Regions from separate parts of the Pan troglodytes genome. Here region 1 is linked to region 2. The links are chromatin contacts, called in public HiChIP or PLAC-seq maps. All regions are on one chromosome and are shown on one strand. Each heading gives the region's core, a stretch centred on a gene start, on an enhancer-like site or on the middle of the called end of the contact. The rest is flanking DNA. Distances are from core to core; before and after follow the strand shown. Region 1 holds the start of COG2 (component of oligomeric golgi complex 2). Region 2 holds the start of ARV1 (ARV1 homolog, fatty acid homeostasis modulator).

Region 1 (4,771 bases), core at 821-3,320, 340 kb before region 2:
GGTTGCAGACATCTTTGTTTCATCTGTCCAGCATCCTCTCCCGTGCCTTGGTACTGGGCTTTGAAGCCAGGCTGCCTGGGTTTGCAACTTGCCACTTATTAACAGTGTGACCTTGGGATAAAGGCCCACCTTTCAGAGCCACTATAGATTGGTTATTAGAATTGTTGGTTTTGTTAGGTGTTATAAAATGTCAGGTTTTTTTTCTTCTTTTGATGTGTAAACTGAGGTATTAGGGGATAGGAAATGATATGGTGTTTAGAATTTGCTTTAAAACATATTCCAATAAAAGGGCTGGACTCAGTGGCTCATGCCTGTAAACCTAGCACTTTGGGAGGCTGAGGCAGGTGGATGATCTGAGGTCGGGGGTTCGAGACCAGCCTGACCAACAGGGAGAAACACCATCTCTACTAAAAGTACAAAATTAGCCAGGCATGGTGGCACATGCCTGTAATCCCAGCTACTCGAGAGGCTGAGGCAGGAGAATCGCTTGAACCTGGGAGGTGGAGTTTGCAGTAAGCAGAGATCATGCCATTGCACTCCAGCATGTGTAACAACAGTGAAACTCCGTCTCAAAAAAAAAAAAAAATATATATATATATATAAAACAACAAAAAAAGAAAGTCTCGACGCGGTGGGTGGGGAGGGGCAGAGGAGACAGGTTGATGATGGTTGAAGCGAGGTGCTAAGTACATAGGGTGGGGTTCTTGTGCTCTCCAGACTTCTGTGTACTTGAAAATTTTCATAACAAGAGAAAACAAAAAATTAAACAGAAAATGAGGTTTTCATTTCCTCCAGCAAAACAAACATAACAGGGACTTAGGATGTACTTTTCCCAATCGCTCCTCTGGCAGAATATTTTGATCCTCCAGCTACCTTCCAGCTCTTATCCTGTTCATCTGTTCTGTAGATACTGGCAGGAAATAGGCTCTTCAACAGGGCCTGCTAGGTCCAGTGCTAGGGAGTAGAGCGTTTTGGATTCTATGCCTACATTTTTTTTTTAAGTGACCAGTTTTCTAGTTGAGATACTTGAAATACAAAGTCTCATGGTGAGGTCTTACCCTCTGCTGTCCCATTCCTTTTTACGGGCCATCATGGCATTAATCTTATCTCCAAGGAGAAAAATTGGGAGGAGAGGCCTAGATTCCTCAACAGAAGCGGGAAGGAAAGGTTTGCAGAATGAAGAGTGTGAAGTGAGGTTTGTGGTTTGAATCATCCGAATGTCAAGGAGAAAAGAAGAAAAATGAATCATCATCATTTGACCACGGTATTTACAGCTAGCGGAAGGGACAAGAGGAGAAAAAAGCAAGGGAGGAGAAAAAGGAAGAACGTTTCAGAATAAAATTGGGGTGGGTGGGGGGAGGAGGAGGAAGACAGTCTGAGAAATTGGTTTGGTTGCACCAGTACTGGCCACAACACAAAAATTTGTCCATTCCTGGTTGAAATTAAAAATAAATGTGCATGCACATGTATTTGTCTGCTGTGTTTAATCAGATAGCGAGGCACTCCTTTAAGCACCTTGAAGACCCAAAGTTGCGCTCAGAGGCTGCTCACCTGGAACGGAGACCGAGGTTGAGCAGGGAGCTACTCAGAGGACCCAAAGCCGCCTAGCTGACCACCTTCTTCCCTATGAGTTCCCAGTAACGGAGCCCAGTGGAGGAGACGCTACACTTCTCTGTGGGGACAGAGGCTAAGGGCGGGGGTCTCCATAGAGGCGTTAGCGCCCATCAGCAGCAGTGACCGCGCACAGGGAGGTGAAGAATGCGACCACAGTGATACGTCCAACCTGGAAAAAGGGCCTGAGAACCAAAGGGCCAACTTCTGGCCATGCATAACGAAGCAGAGCAGTCTCAGGGTAGAAGGCACTGGAAAAGCGTTGCAGGACAATTTTTCCCAGTAGAAACGGTGGGGGTGGGAGGGAGACCCGCTCACCCCTTTTGACCCACCCCTGCAGCTCAGCCACGCCTCCTAGGAAGGTGGGCAGCCTTGCAGGAGCCCGCGCGAGGCTGCAGTACCGCCCTCCGCCGCATGAGGGCAGCACGGCCTACCCGCGCAGCAGCGGCGGCCCCCGCGCCCCTCTTGGCCAGAGCCAGGCGCAGGCCGGCTTGCGGTGCCGTCGTTCATTGGTCGCGGCGCGGGAGCTGCCATGTTGGCGGAAGCGGACCCCGTGTGCCGTAGAAACTGGCGGTGGCCGCGGCCGCCGAGTCCGTCTGCGCAGCCTCCTGCGTTTTCTCGCTTGGATCTTGGCACTGAGAGGTGGTGGCCGGCGGGATGGAGAAAAGTAGGATGAACCTGCCCAAGGGGCCGGACACGCTCTGCTTCGACAAGGACGAGTTCATGAAGGTGCGCGCGGCGTCCGCTCCCCGGAGCCGGGCCATGGGGATGCCTCTGCCCTGTGCCCTCTGTGGCCGTCTCTTCGGTCGGCTGCTCCTGCCTGCGCACGCTCAGTGTCAGGTCCTCCGCCGAGACCTCGCTGCACTTCGCAATGAGTCTTTTGGCGTCAGGTTTGGCGGGTGCAGCCTGGAGAAAGCACTTCTGTAAAATCGTGCATGTTACATGGAAAGGCCTGAAAGTTCTGGGCAAGTGGTTTTGAGCTGCATGTCAAAGCAACTGTTACCCGTTCCTGCTACCATGCAGTGCAGTCAGATTGCCAGTCCCCTTGTCGGAAAGAAGCTTGTTGACCGGGGCCTTGGAGCTCATTAAGTGTGTGTTGAATAAATCTCCAAGCCCACGTACTTTCCTAGGGACTCGGGTCGGAAAGAAAAAGAACTTAATCTGAAGTTTTGCTTAACATTCAGCTAAAGCTTCCAGAATGGGATATTTAGAAGCTTAGAACATTCTTACCGACTATTGCAGTACGACAAAGCAAACCATTACTCTTTAAAGAAGTTGCTCTACTTCTTTTTACATGATGCATTTGAAGAAGTTGGTAGTTGTAGGTCATAAACTTAGAGAAAAGAAATATAAACTGAAAACACTTCACTGATGATAAAGTTCATCAGGTACAGCCTTGAAAATGGCCAGGCTTTGAGTGAGAGCTAGGAGGAGCTTTGCTCCTACTTGGTGCATCCCTCTGGGTCTGCACTTAAACTATTCAAAAAATGTTTATATTTAATTTCCTGAGGACTAGGATTTTTGACACCTTTTTGTAGCTGCTTTCAGTGTTAAAAAGCGAAAAGTTTTAGCTTGTTAGTAGACATCTACAATTTTGAGCAAGTGAGTTGAAATCTTACTCTGCCTTTCTTGGTGACATAATGTTTTCTATTTTTCTAGATTAATTAGCCTATCTCTTTTTGATAATATTTGCATTCAGATTACATCTCCAAAGCTGTTTTTTTTTTTAAAGTATATCTGTATCTTCTTCAGTGTGACCATATCATTTGTCGTATGTAGGACTTATCTATACCCAGGAATAATGTACCTTATTCTTGTAAGTGATATGCCTATTAGACCACTGTACTAAAAGGTGTAACTTCATTAGGATGTCTCAAAGAATGTACAGAATCAACTCATTGATCCAGAAACCCTTCATTTTGCCTACTGGCTAAGAGTTACCCTGAAATGAGAGTAGAAAGAAACAGCTAAGGGTACATGCTGGGGAGAGGTGCCCTGGAAGAGGAAAGGCCATACACGGAGATCAGGGGCCTTGTTGACGTCAAGAATCTCAGAGTACAGAATAATCTCAATTTGTCCATCTCTTGACTTCTTAAGGCTCAACACCAGCATCTTCTCTGACTCACTAGCCCCACCACCTTTCCCACTCTGAGTTGACAGAATGCCTTTGGTAAATGCAGCTTCAGGAAGTGAAATCACAGAAATACAAGTTCTAAAATAGAACTTAGCGTGCAAACTGGGGTGGTGGCTGGAATGCCAGCAATTGCATATTTCGTGGCTCTGTGAATATGCCGTACATTTTGTAGTGCTTATAAAAGTGACAACATACATAGAAAAAAATACATAGAACAGCTGTTCTGTGTAAAATGTTGTTGATTTTTTAGGTGGAGCTTGAAGATAAAGGTTATTTGCAATTTGTGTTGCCTTAAACATATAAAACTATATATAAGTTGCACTTCCATGGCAGAAAGGATGGTTGGAACACTTGTCCAGGCTATATTTCTATGTTTGTGTCTCATTCAGCACATTTTGTAATTGGATAGGTTTTGTACGTGTGAGAAGGTTGGGATATGACATTTGCATTGGGAGATTTGAGATTGCTTGAAAATCCAGATTTAAAGTTGCTTGAAATCCACTCTCTTCTGGTATTACCTCTCTTCTGGTATTACGTCTCTTCTGGTGTTGGTGGGAAACTGTGTTTAGGTTGCCATAGATTATGAGGGCATGCTAGTGCAGTGGTAGCAATTGTTCAGTCAGTGGGCATTCCATGATCACCTGCTGTGTGCAGGTTTCAATGGGCCTTGTATACTGTACTGACGGATTTGCACTTGATTTAGTATTCATTGTGGAGTTACAGTCAGGTTAAAAGCAGGAAATGACATGATCATATATGTTGCAATTGGAACTGACTGGTGGCGGGAGGCTACTTAAAAAGTTATTTCAGTGGTTTTTATGAGATCTGAGAAATACAGGAGGGGATAGTTTGTGAAAAATATTATGTAAATGATCAAAAAGCAGGAGTGGCAGATGAACGAATCACTTGAGGGGTCAAAGGTGGTAGTGGCATGATACTGTTGACTTTGTCAGCTTAATAAAGTATACACACTGAGCAACATAGTGAGAATGCATTTCTACAAAATATTAAAAAATTAGCCAGGTG
Region 2 (4,721 bases), core at 575-3,074:
GACAAAGGTTTTGTCTGGAGCCCGACTACATGGGTTCCTCCTTTGGCAGCTGTGGGATCTCAAGAAGATGACAATTTCACTATGTTTCAGCTTGTTCATCTCAGAAAATGAGCCACCATCTAATGAGGTGGTTATTGTTTTTCTGATAGGCTAATATACCAGGCTCATAGACTAATATACCAGGCTCATAGACCTAAAGCACTTATAACAGCACCTGGCATACAGCAAGCACTCAATATATGTCGGCTACTTCTCATTTCCCTCACAGCACCCTCGTGAGGAAAATACAACCCCACAATTAGGTGAACAGTGTTTTCCACTTACAGAGGAGGCATTTTACAAAGACAGGTAATTCACTTGCTCAGAGATACAGAAAGTGACAGAGGTAAGTAAACGCCATTCTTTCTCCACCGTGCAAGGCTGGCCGTGTTACTTACGCCGTTACCAGCTAAGGCCTACCGCAAAATAAAAAAGTCACAAACCTCTCAGTGAGTGACACTTCCTCAAGGAAGTCAGACTGTGCTAAAAGGAAATCAGATTGTGCTAATCTTGACGTCTCATCTCAACTAAAAAAAAAAGGTATTGTTTTCCCAGGTACACAACGCCGAAGAAAACCACTGCCAAGTCTTAAAAGCAACCATCTCCTAGTGGGTTTGGTAGACTCAGGCCCTTCCCAAAGCAAGCCATAAGGGAACTCACACAGAGAAGGGGGAAAGAGAAAGGGAAGAGATTGATGGGTAAAAAGACCCACGACAGAACTTCAAAACAAAAAAATGTACACATGTATTTTGTCCCAGAGGCATCTGCTATGATTTATTAAACTGAAGCCAATAGCGCCCATTCTTAATGAATGAGCTGGCGTAGCTCCAATATACACACGGCACTGACACACAGGCTCAAGGCCTGCAGGGGCCTTTTTTCCCTCTGGGAGACACCTGACAGATCGCAGGTTAATCTTAAACAACTGGAAGCAAGATGTCAACGAGCAGATAAGATGGGCTTGCTCTTTTTTTCCATTCCAGGGATCGAATTTTTAGGAACTGTTGTATACGAGACATTAACCCGGGAGGTCAGGAAGCCTGATTTCCAGGCCTAAGATGTGCCAGGCGTCTCCCTCCGGGGGCGGGCTCCGCAAGCCGCCGGGCTGGTTGCTCGTCCGCCCGCCCCTCCCTCGCCCCTTCGGCATCCTCGGGAGGCCGGCGGCGGGAACAGGGCTGCCCCGGGCCACCTGCCATCTCCTCCGCCACCCTTCCAACAGTTGCTTCAAACTCAGAAGAGGCCGCCCTGGCCCCAGGAGCATGCTGTCAGCTCATTTCTCGACTCGCCGCCCTGCCCAAAGGCGGCTGCAGGAGGGCGCGCGGCGGCGTGGGTGGCAGCGGCGGGAAGCTGCCCGACAGGACCCCTGGCTGAGCCGGCTCCCGCGGATCGCGCGCTGCAGCCGGAGGCATGAGGCCTGGGCGACCCGTACCCCGGCCCGGGACCCCAGCCCCGCTGCCCCGCCGCCCCGGCCGACTCGGACGCCCGCCGCCGCCCACTCACCGCCGCATTCGGCAGAGTACTGGTCCCCCCAGTCCCCGGACTGCGGGCTGCAGCCGCCGCCGCCCGCCGGGGCCTCCTGCTGCTGCCGGTGCTGCAGCTCCTGCTTGAGCAGGGAGAGCGGCGAGTAGTGCTCGGTGGCCAGGGCGCCTGGCCGCAGCCCGGCGGACAGGACCCCCAGCAGCAGCAGCACCAGGACACGCCGGGCGGCGCCCGCGGCGGCCACAGCGCCGCCCCAGAAGCAGCAGCAGCAGCAGCAGCCGGCAGGTGCCATCTTCCCTCAAGGCGCATGTGCGACAGCCCTGGCCCGGCTCTCAGGCCTCCCCGCCTCTAACCTACGGCGGGCAGGTGGACCGTGGCAAGGGGGTGGGACAAGGGGAGAAGCATTGTGTGCTGGGAATGGTAGTCCCAGCTCGGCCAGCCCGGGGCGGCCTTGCCGGTGCCGGGACTACGAATCCCAAAAGCCCCGCGCGGCGCAAGTCTTCCGGTCTGGCGTCTGACGTCTTACCCTCCACAGAATCGGAAGTTCTGGACTGCAGTTGAGTGGAAATGGGCAACGGCGGGCGGAGCGGCCTGCAGCAGGGGAAGGGGAACGTGGGTGGGGTGGCAGCGACTCCTACTGCTGCCTCGGCCTCCTGCCAGTACAGGTGCATCGAATGCAACCAGGAGGCCAAAGAGTTGTACCGAGACTATAACCACGGTGTGCTGAAGATAACCATCTGTGTGAGTTGTCAGATGTGGGGTGCCCTTGAGAAGAAAATGGCGCGGTGGGATTTGGGGACCGCGAGGAGCAGGGTCCTCTGATACAGTCTTTAGTTCGGTAGTTGACATTCCCGCCCGGGATCTTTGCATGAATATCTGTACTGATAGAGAACTCAGCTACCCGACAGCGCTTTTCTCATACTGGGGCATATTTGGGTGATATGACCTAAGCCGGCGAACGGACCGGACCGACAGACAGAGGTAGATGTGGGCATTTTGCAGAGAAATTTAAAGATCAATTAGGTTGACATTTTGGTTCATGCCAAAGCTACTTCCTTCTAGCTCTTCTCCCTTTTACAGAGAGATGGTACCATCCTTACCCTCCACAACCCATGTTGAATTCACCTACGATGCTTTTTAAAGGTTTCATCAATTGTCGTTATTGGATGTCTACAGTGTACAAAGCATTATGCTAGACGTTGGTGGTACAAAACCCAAAAGTGAGGAAGTAAAAATTCTCATTTCAAGGTGTTCGTAGAATACCCTTGAACTTTCTGATGATTTTCCATCTCAGAGTTAAGGCCCGAATCCCTGAACTGGCTTATAAGGCTCTATGGAGTCTCCTGCTACTCTTTCCCTTCTTTATTTTACGGCAGAGAGAATAATCTTATGTTTAAAGAGTCTACAAAGTTGGAGGTTCTTTGGGGGTATTAATTAGCAAAGAACCTGTCACAGAATAGACAGTACATTTTTGTCCCATTTCAGATCTTGTGATTTTCTAATCTCTTTAGTAAATTATGGTCTGTAGTAATATACAAGAGAATTGACAAACTGAGTGTATACCTGTATAATCTGTCAACCACATAACGTTCTGGTGCATACACCCTCAATTTCCTGTTCCTCTCTCAAGTACTTTCCCTCTTTTGTCAAAATGTCAACCCTTGTTAAATCCAACATATTGCCTGGTCTTGTCCCTGTACCCATGCAGCAGTACGTTGCTGGGGAAAAACAAATTTGTGACGATTAACCTCATATAGGCCTTTCATGATTTCTGGCAATCTTATTTCGGTGTTTTTTTTCTTTCTTTCTTTCTTTTTGAGATAGAGTTTCCCTCTGTCACCCAGGCTGGAGTGCAGTGGGGCACTCTTAGATCACTAAAACCTCTGCCTCCCAAGTTCAAGCAATTCTCCTGCCTCAGCCTCCCGAGTAGCTGGGATTACAGGCCCACACCACCACGCCAAGCTAATTTTTGTATTTTTAGTAGAGACCAGGTTTCACCATGTTGACCAGGCTGGTCTCGAACTCCTGACCTCAAATGATCCACCCACCTCGGCCTCCCAAAGTGTTGGGGTTACAGGCATGAGCCACTGCGAAAACAGAAGAGAACTTCCACTAGGTTTGCAACAACATAAACCCAATACTAGCATTTGTTATTTCTTTACTGTACTGTCTTCTTCTGCCTTCTGCTGAATCATTCCCACCAGCATGCATACTGTTACTTATTCCATCAAAAAAAAAAAACCAACACCACCAACAAAATACACTTGCTGCCACTTCCCCCTTTAGCTTCTGCTCTTTCTTCTTAATTAGAAAGCAGACCTTCTAAGATATGTTTGTACTGTCTATTTCCTTTCCTAGTTTCTCTTGAACCTGCTTTAGTCACGTTCCCACCCGCATTTCATTAGAAACTGTTCTTGTTAAGATCACCACTTCCACTTTGCTAAATCCAGTAGTCAATTCTCAGTTAATGATCAGCAGCATTTTACCTCATTACTTCCTCCTCCTTGAAATGCTGTGTGCGCTTCCCAGGATTCAGTGCTCTTCTTATTGTCTTCTTACTTCACTGGCTATTACCCTTCAATCTCCTTTCTGCTTTTGCTTCACCTCCCTTACCTCTTAATCATGGTGTATTCCAACGCATAGTCATCGTGCCTCTTTCTGTCTGCATGCTTTCCCTTGAAGAGCTCATTCTGTCTCATGGCTTTAAATACCGTCAAAATTTTGACAATTTCCAAATTTATATTTCTACCCTGAACCTCTTCCCTGAACTCCAGACTTAAATGTCCAACTACCTACTTGACTTCTCCACTTGGATTTCAATAGACAGCTCAAATATACCCATCACAGTTAATGGCAACTTTACCATTTTAACTCCTAAGACCAAGAAACCTTGGTGTCATCCCTATTGCTACTCTTCCTCTCACATCCCGTATTCAGTTATTCAGCAAATCCTGTTCTGTCTTCAAATTATGTTCAGAATCCACTACTTCTCACTACTGCTGCTACAGTCCTCATCCAAGCCACCATGATGTCTACCTGAACTATTGTTGTAACTCCTATCTGGTCTCCCTACATCATCCTTGCACCTCTTCAGTCTTCTCTCCACACAGTAGCCAGGGACTGATCCTTTAAAAATGTAATTTAGATCATATCATCTCTTTGACCAAAACTTTCTGATGATTTTCCATCTCAGAGTTAAGGCC

What was found. HiChIP or PLAC-seq counts read pairs in DNA pulled down with a chosen protein or histone mark.
Region 1: an H3K4me3 HiChIP or PLAC-seq map of stem cell-derived excitatory neurons shows a contact between it and region 2, with 4 times the contacts expected there. The contact joins the promoter of COG2 here to the promoter of ARV1 in region 2. A contact is called at or near these places in 1 of 7 Hi-C or Micro-C datasets (stem cell-derived neural progenitor cells) and 1 of 1 datasets of contacts at active chromatin or transcription factors (stem cell-derived excitatory neurons).

Annotation. Positions count from the first base shown.
Region 1 is chr1:18,542,231-18,547,001 of NHGRI_mPanTro3-v2.0_pri, reverse strand. It overlaps COG2 (component of oligomeric golgi complex 2), which reads left to right and starts at 2,070. Exons shown (of 18, transcript XM_001148147.6): 1 at 2,070-2,340. The coding sequence starts at 2,269.
Region 2 is chr1:18,206,564-18,211,284 of NHGRI_mPanTro3-v2.0_pri, reverse strand. It overlaps ARV1 (ARV1 homolog, fatty acid homeostasis modulator), which reads left to right and starts at 1,824. Exons shown (of 6, transcript XM_016940784.3): 1 at 1,824-2,259. The coding sequence starts at 2,086. TTC13 (tetratricopeptide repeat domain 13) reads right to left here and starts at 1,898. Exons shown (of 21, transcript XM_054660048.2): 1 at 1,540-1,898. The coding sequence starts at 1,810.